Linked DNA regions of Capsicum annuum: region 1 is linked to region 2. The links are chromatin contacts, called in public Hi-C maps. All regions are on one chromosome and are shown on one strand. The core of a region is the stretch at or near the end of the contact, and the rest is flanking DNA. Distances in the headings are between cores, read along the strand shown.

Evidence for each region. A called contact is a pair of places that touch in the nucleus more often than the background predicts.
Region 1: a Hi-C map of leaf shows a contact between it and region 2, with 3 times the contacts expected there. The contact joins the promoter of LOC107854914 here to the promoter of LOC107854912 in region 2. A contact is called at or near these places in 2 of 5 Hi-C or Micro-C datasets (leaf and placenta).

Annotation. Positions count from the first base shown.
Region 1 is chr1:151,309,805-151,313,778 of UCD10Xv1.1, forward strand. It overlaps LOC107854914 (cytokinin dehydrogenase 6), which reads right to left and starts at 1,792. Exons shown (of 5, transcript XM_016699910.2): 1 at 956-1,792; 2 at 508-635; 3 at 161-421; 4 at 1-79. The coding sequence starts at 1,577.
Region 2 is chr1:151,173,181-151,177,649 of UCD10Xv1.1, forward strand. It overlaps LOC107854912 (probable glycerol-3-phosphate dehydrogenase [NAD(+)] 1, cytosolic), which reads right to left and starts at 1,823. Exons shown (of 5, transcript XM_016699907.2): 1 at 248-1,823. The coding sequence starts at 908.

The sequences.
Region 1 (3,974 bases), core at 542-3,041, 140 kb after region 2:
AAAACTCTATATATGTAACTTCTGACATAAATAATGTTGATGGAATATAACTTAATTGGGATAGTAAGTCCTCAATTTCCTGCATGAAACAACAAGCACTTACATGAGAATTATTTCATCAAAAAATAAGCCTTTTTTTCAAGTTATGAACATGCTTTACCTGGTTTACTGTATCGGCCTTTTCGGGGTATATATTTTTGGTTAGTTCAAGGCAATAGAGTGTTCTTCCATCTGATACAAAGTGGCTGGCTTGAACAGGATCTTGAGGGTCAAAAGATGTTCTCCAGTTATTTATTAAACCTGTTTTGTTCTTAATCACCAACCCTTCTATGTAATCAAATGTTTTTGCTGCAGCTATCAAATGCTCTTGGTCTCTAGCAAATGTGAAGAAATCAGAGTACAACACTCTTATCCATTTCACCTGTTGATTAAGGAAAAAACACACGTTCAATAAAACTCGAATGGCTTAAATCGTATAGTCTTGAACACTATGGTGCCAATTTTTACCATTTTCGGGGCTCGTTCAAGAGAGATTCTTGCCCTAGTTATTATGCCAAACTGACCAAGTCCTCCTAGAACAGCATGAAAGAGGTCAGCATTCTGTTCTTGTGAACAAATCAGGACTTCTCCTTTTCCTGCAATGAGTCCCATTCAAGATATGTAAATTAGTTCACGAGCTGAAATTTTGCTTAAATTATTTGATATTTGTCGAATGAAAATGAGTGGTCTTAGCATATTTGTTGAAATTAACGGTCAAATTCCAACTTGTACTATGAAATTGTTTGTAGCTTGTTATTTTAGTCTTCAATAACTAACATATCACGTCAGACCAAAAATACAAGGAAATAACTTGGGTAAATTGTCTTATAACCATTTTTCTGTTATTCTGCCATACCGCCTTTAGCTTAATTGCTAGTCGTACTGAAATCAATTAGTTTCGGAACAATCTTCAAACCTGTAACAACCTCCAGCTGGCGGACATTACTGATTTGAGGGCCGTGACGAAATGCCTGTCCACTGATGCCAGCATTAGACAAAGTACCTCCAACAGTAAGATGGAGGTAATCAGTCCAAGATTTTGGTGCTAGTCCATATTTCAATGTCTCATGCAGTATGTTTATCCACAATTCACCAGCTGACACATCTACATAAGGGAATTGCCCCCTGTAGACTTGCATTTCTTGACCTTGCTGCAGTGACTCCATGTTGATTATAACTCCTCCTCGCGCTTGCGCCTGGCCTAGAAGGGAATGACCGTGGCCTCGTGCAGCCACGGACAGTTCTGATCCCGGTCCCATTTGCCAGACATGTCTTACTATCTCTGAAATATCAGCAACGGATTTCGGATGGACTACTGCTAAAGGGTGGGCATGAATTTGGTTCCCAAAATCCTGGGATGCAAATTCATTGTTTTCGAAAGTGATATGGCCTTGTAGATCAAGAGCCTTCAATGAGGAAAGCACACTAGAGAAACAAAGGTTTGGTTTGGTTATTACCCAAACTGACACCATAATTGTGAAGCTTCTTAGGAACAAAACGTTCTTTTTTTGGGTCAATACAAAGCTTTGGCACGTCATCTCTTCGTTAAAAGGGAAAAGAATAGAAAGAAAGATTATATTTTCTATAGTATAGAAGAGCAATGGGTGAAGAGTTGAGAAGGAAATTTAAAGGGGAGAGATTTAAGATTATATGAGTGGCAGAGTCAACTTATATTGAGTGGTAAAGAAACCGTGGGAAGACTGACTACTTTAAGTAGGAGAATTTGAAGGATTTTTCTTTTGAGTTCCCTTTTGTTTGGGTGCCTTTAGTTTACACTTATATAGGGTTAGTTAGGTTGAGAAAAAGTTATTTCATGATTAGTTATTTTAAAATTGTTATTTCAACATCAATGTAGGATAAAAATAATATTATAATTTCGAAATAAGTTATCTCATGATTTTATTCCAACCAAACATGAGATAAATTCATCCTAAAAATAATCGCAGAATTAGTTATCCTTTGTCCATTATACCAAATTAGCCCATAAGACTATATAAAGCCAGCCATCACATATGCCATGTTGAAGAGAAAAAGTCATCAAAAAAGAAAGATTTCCTCGATCTGTGAACTTTTCTTAACAGTTCCTTCCACAGTTTTTTTTTTCTTTTTTTTTTTAAACCTTTTGTTTAACAGTTGTTATGATTAATTTCAATCTTATAACTTGGTCATGCAAAGTCTTGAATTAATTTACTTAGAAGATACCTTTGGGCTAGGGTTACATACTAGTTGGCATTTTCTTGAATACCCGTTTTGTTGTTGAAAGGCAAACATTGCGTATCTGTATTCAGATTGAATGAAAGGGACACTGCACAAGGGCTAGATGGCATCTAAATATGGGTCCACATGATACGTTAATTTCCAAGAAAATGCATGCTTTTTGTATAGCAAAGAGAAAAAAAAAGTTAACTATGACTCCTTTTTTTATTGTTTGGGACCTCTTAAAAAAGGGGCCACTGGTCATATGCACTAAAAGAAACACAGAAATTAATATTCTTTGCCTATTCTTTTTGCTTCAAATGCATTTAGTATTGATGCCTTAGTACCCAACAAATGGACAAATAAAGAATCATTCTATTGTTTGTGTTTGTAGATTTGCTCCAAAAAAGAAGCTAGTAAAATTTTTGTACTAGATAAACTCAATCCTCTTTTTTTGTTTGAGTGATTTATTTATGATCCATTGGTTTTTATGCTGATCTATCTTTAATGTCTATCTCTATTCTTTGCTGCTATTTGGATCCTATAACAGGCAAGAGAATCAGAATCAGATTATTGCTTTTTTTTTTTTTTCCGAATGGATCATCGGAGCAACCGGTAAAGTTGTCATGTGACTACTGATCAGGAGGTCGTGAGTTCAAGCCGTGAAAACAATCTCTAGCAGAAATGCAAGGCTAGACTGCATATAATACTCTCTTGTGGTCCAGTCCGGCGCTGAATCCCGCGCATAGTAGGTGATTTAGTGCACTGGGCTATCCCCTTCCTTTTTTTTACATTTATTATTGCTTTTGTGAACTCGGACCAGCAGCATGGTTAGATTCAGAGATATGGTTCTTACATTTTGGGGGATTATCTTGTCTTTGCATTGTAGGCCAATGAATTGATGGAAGATCCGTGAAGCTATCATCATTTCAAATCTTGAATAAATTAAGTTGCCAGGATTATATATACACATTTGGAAAGCCAAGTGGATATATTCACCTTTATCAGCTTAACCTTTGTAGGCGAATATTATCTGATATTTGTGTTGATGAAATAATCAAAATTCAGGATATTATGATTATGTCATTTACCACCACGGGTTATAGGGTAATTGAGAGTGTGAGACTTCAGGGTAAAAAGGGTGGAAGAGCTGTTTAAAAGTAAAGTTTTGGTTGATATTAGAGTACTCGAGCAGAAAGAAAGTTGCCTGGATTTGATACAAGCACTAATTTACTATGATTAAGTGATAAATTATAAAAGTACATAGCATTTGATTACGGTTAATTAAGTCACTTAATTCTACCCTCTTGGAAGCAAGAGGTCAGAAGATCAATTTGATCAATGGAATTGGATAGTTAATAGTTTCTTTCTCAAATTCTAAAAAGAGGAGTTGGTCCTACAGTTTGGAGGGTGGTGGGGAGTGCCGGGGTGAGTTGGGGGTAGAGCATGTCAAAGACACATGTTGGTACAGCTGATACATATTTTACTACATTTATAATGCTAATGTGACTAAAAGTATTTCTTTTTCATACCCGAGCTAGCCTCCAGAATCAAATAAAACTTACCTATAAAAATCTTGTGAAAATATGATGGCGTAAAGAATTTCTTACTTGACAGTGAATGCAACTTAAACTCTAAATTTAATCAATTTTTGTACTAGGAAATTTGAAACGTGTATTGCAATAAGCAAGAAGTTCTATAGTTTCGATATATTGAGTATAATTATCTTCCAGCTTAGT
Region 2 (4,469 bases), core at 573-3,072:
GTGCTCCAAGGATCAGTCACATTTTTCACTACTACAAATAAAATATGATCTGTCCGGAAGTAGAAAGAGCACGATAGCGCCCACATGGCAAACAGGAAAAAAGAAAATTATTCCGCCATTAACCTTGTCAGCTCCCAAGTAGTCAACATTACAACAATGAAGTTATTAACTAAATAAATATCACAGGGGAAAAGTAAAGTACAAGTTTGGAAGAATAATTCAACAGTATGGGAAAAGATTCTCTTACTTGCTCTGTTAATCATTTGTGTTGGGGTAACAATGCGGGGTTCAGGCCCGAGCTCGGCCTCTATTCCCTTTGCCAAGGATATAATGACCGGAACAGTAATACGTTCCTTCCAATACCGACTAATTTCTTGAAATACTTCCCTAGTTTCTGTTGATGGCAAACCATTAATGACAATATCAGCATCCCACACAGCCTCCTGCAAATTGGTAACGACCTTTAAAGGGCAAAGTGGCGTGTCAATCATATTCGAACAAAAGCCATCTTTCAAAATCTCATCGGCATGTAGTGTCCTATCACCTAATCTTGCCTCAACATACTTCAAGTATGCACATCGTCTAATCAGCCTCCTTAACACATCTTCCCTTGAATTGATCACCTCAAATAAATGCTCAGCAGTTGCTTTATCAACATCTCTTCCAGCTCTCCTCCATATTCTAATCTGCACCTTCTCTCGTAAATTCCCATATGCATCCTGCAACATTGCTACAAATACACTGCCCCATGCTCCTGCTCCAACACCCACAATTCTCAATGGATCACCATCCACTTTACCAAAAATTCGACGTAGCTCATCGACCTTCTCCTCTACAGAACCATTAGTACTTTGAATCAACCCATTCGGGTACTTATTACTCGTTACTCCTTCCGTAGATCCAACCATCTTGTTTTCTATCAAAATTTCAAACTATTCCCAATAACCCCAACAACTCAAATCTATCAATCAATTGCAAATACAGAGACTTGAACTTTCTCAATCTTCAAAATCAAATGCATAAACAAGAAACTATAATGTTCCACCAATTTCACTAATAATCAAAGATCAAGCACTCGTATGAATCAACCCCTAATTTCTTAATTATATCAAAAATACCCAAATTCAAGAAAGGTACATCGTTTTATATCAAGAAAATCAAGACCACCTTACCGAAATCAAATCTTTGGCACACTGAAGCATTCAAGAACTATAAACAAAACCAAAAAATGTGATTTTTTTCACATGGCTTTTTATCTAAAACATAGTAGATGGTTTCAGGTAGAAGGAATATTCAAGCAAGCTTTGAAACCTCCGTCAAGTACAAGGACAACATAGGTAAAACAACCCCTTTATAAATGTTGAACAAAAGTGACCGACAAGAGAAGAAAGGTTGACGCGTTTGCGGCTATAGCATTCGTGGGATGACATTAGATGGCTTCTAGAAATGAGTTGGCAATGTTTTTTTTGAAAAGTGTGAAAAACATGGATTTGGAAAGAGGCAAGTGTGAATATTAATAGTGTTATGCAAATTTCTCTTCATTTGCTTCCCAGAAATTAGTCACCTCGCCTTTGCCATTTTTTTCTTGATACTCCTCAAAAATAATATAGTACTCCGTTTATAATTTTTGAACCAGTAATATGTACTTAAGTTATTAGATGTAAAAAGGAGAAATATTTAGGATTTAAGTTTAAAATTATTGTATATTTGATGAAGGTGATTAATATCTAGGATTTAAGTTTGAAGTTATTGTATATTTGATGAAGGTATAAGATTAAACTTCAATTTAATTTTGAATATTCTGCTTTATCCCATGTATCAAAAGGTTTCTTAGCATGAGTTGGTTCACGATAAAGCTTTGCAGAAATTATATAGGTAGGACCCCATGAGAAAATAGTTTATTACCCTAACCTTTAGTCGAAATATCAATTACACTTATACTTTGTGATGTAATATGACCTTCTGAACTATTTTTAAGTGGAATTGATATTCCTTAATGCTGACATAACAGAGAGTGAGCACAAATTTTTTTATTAAAAATTTATTTTAAATATTTCTTTATTTTCTTTATTCATTTTCTTTATTCAGATTTAATTATTCTTTTTCTTTCTTCTTTTTCTTCTTCATCTTCATGTTCTTTCCAAGAACTCATCAATGACATTTAAAATTAATTTATCATTTTTCTTATCTTCAAACACAAAATCAATTGGTTTCGACTTTAAATTCATCGAAAATTTCAAAATATGTATTGTTCATTGTTTCCAACTTCAAGATTGTCGGAAATTTTAAAATCGATATTATCCATTATTTATGACTTCAAAGTCGTCGTAAAATTTAAAATGGGTATTGTCCATTGTTTCCGACTTGAAGGTCGTTGAAAATTTTAAAACTTTCTATTGTTTCTGACTTTAAGGTTATTGAAAATTTGAAATTTGGTATTGTTCATTGTTTCCGGCATCAAGGTCGTCGAAAATTTTGAAATTGATATTCTTCGTTGTTTCCGAATTTAAGATCGTCGGAAATTTAAAAATTGATATTGTTCATTGTTTCTCACTTCAAGGTTGTCGAAAATTTTAAATTCGATGTTGTTTATTATTTCCGACTTCAAGATCATCGAAAATTTTAAAATCAATATTGTCCATTATTTCCGACTTTAAGGTCGTCGTAAATTTTAAAATGGGTATTGTCCATTATTTCCGACTTCAAGGTCGTCGAAAATTTTAAAATTCTCTATTGTTTCCAACTTTAAGGTCATTGAAAATTTTAAATTCCATATTGTTCATTGTTTCCGGCTTCAAGGTTGTTGAAAATTTTGAAATTGATATTGTTCGTTGTTTCCGGATTTAAGATCGTCGGAAATTTAATAATTATATGATCATGTTTCCCACTTCAAGGTTGTCGGAAATTTTCAAATTCGATGTTGTTTATTATTTTCGAATTCAAGATCGTTGAAAATTTTAAATTCGATATTGTTCATTATTTTCCACTTCAAGATTGTGGAAAAATTATTTGCATAGAAGTAGGAATAATAAAGTTTGAAAGGAAAAAGAGATGAAAAGTAATGGTGAAAAAATGATGAAAAATGATAAAAAGTGATTAAAAAAAAAAGTAAATAAAAATTAATTTTAAATAAAAAACACGTATCAAAATGCTGTTGACACGTGCATCACACCTTATCCAAAATGAGTGGTTGTCAGGCTTTGGAAGGTAATAATTTCACTTTAAAATGGTTCAGGGGGCATAGGACCCCGCAAAGTATAAAAATATGTAGTTGAGATTTGAAATAAAAGTTGAGGGCTTTGACCATTTTCTCCCATATTATTGATATTGCTCAATTATTTAGTTAATTTAACAGGAGTACACAGATCTATATAATGACCCCTCGTGATAGTAACATGATTTTCTTCACAGAGGTGATTTTTCATTTTATATATATCGACAATGTTATTTATTATAATAATAATATATTTTTTAATCAAATTATTTCTCTATAATAATTAAATTTATAAGACCCCTCGTGATAGTAACATGATTTTCTTCACAGAGGTGATTTTTCATTTTATATATATCGACAATGACATTTATTATAATAATAATATATTTTTTAATCAAATTGTTTCTCTATAATAATTAAATTTATAAGACCCCTCGTGATAGTAACATGACTTTCTTCACAGAGGTGATTTTTCATTTTATATATATCGACAATGATATTTATTATAATAATAATATATTTTTTTAATCAAATTATTTCTCTATAATAATTAAATTTAAATATTATGTAATAATATTTTGTAGGAAATATTTATAGTAATCATCATCAATATCATGCATGTAGTAAATTTCAAATATGAATATCTAATTTAAGGAAAAAATTACATTTAAATGATGCACATCAGATTTTATAACTTTACGGAAAAAGGCTACTTGCTTTTGCTTTTTATATATTTCTATATCTATATCTATATATATACTATATTAAAAATGTGAAGTATCTTAAAAGCGTTGCTTGAACTTTTTATTCTTTATTAAAAAACTCCGCAATAAATAAAATTATTTTTTATAATTTTCTATATTTAAGAATTTAAAAATAACTAAATGTTTATTAGTAGAACATTTCCTTATTTTAGTAAAACTACATATGTATGAAGTCCTAAATTATATATGACGACTAATACCTACAAAAAATTATTACGTTTATGTAATTAAAATAATCATATTATTATATTTCCCATTTTGGGTTTTCTTATATGTAGAAATAAATAATCATACTATTTTTTTTTTATTAGCTGTTTAGTTTTCTAATTATAAATAGGAAGAATAATATATTTTTTTTTTTGGTAAAGAATAATATTTTATTATTATTTTGTCAACTTATTATGTTGAGTTGTACGTTTAGGATTAGAATATTTTTAATTAATTGGTTAGTATTAAGTGAATAACCTATTTAGATCAGAAAGATACATCTA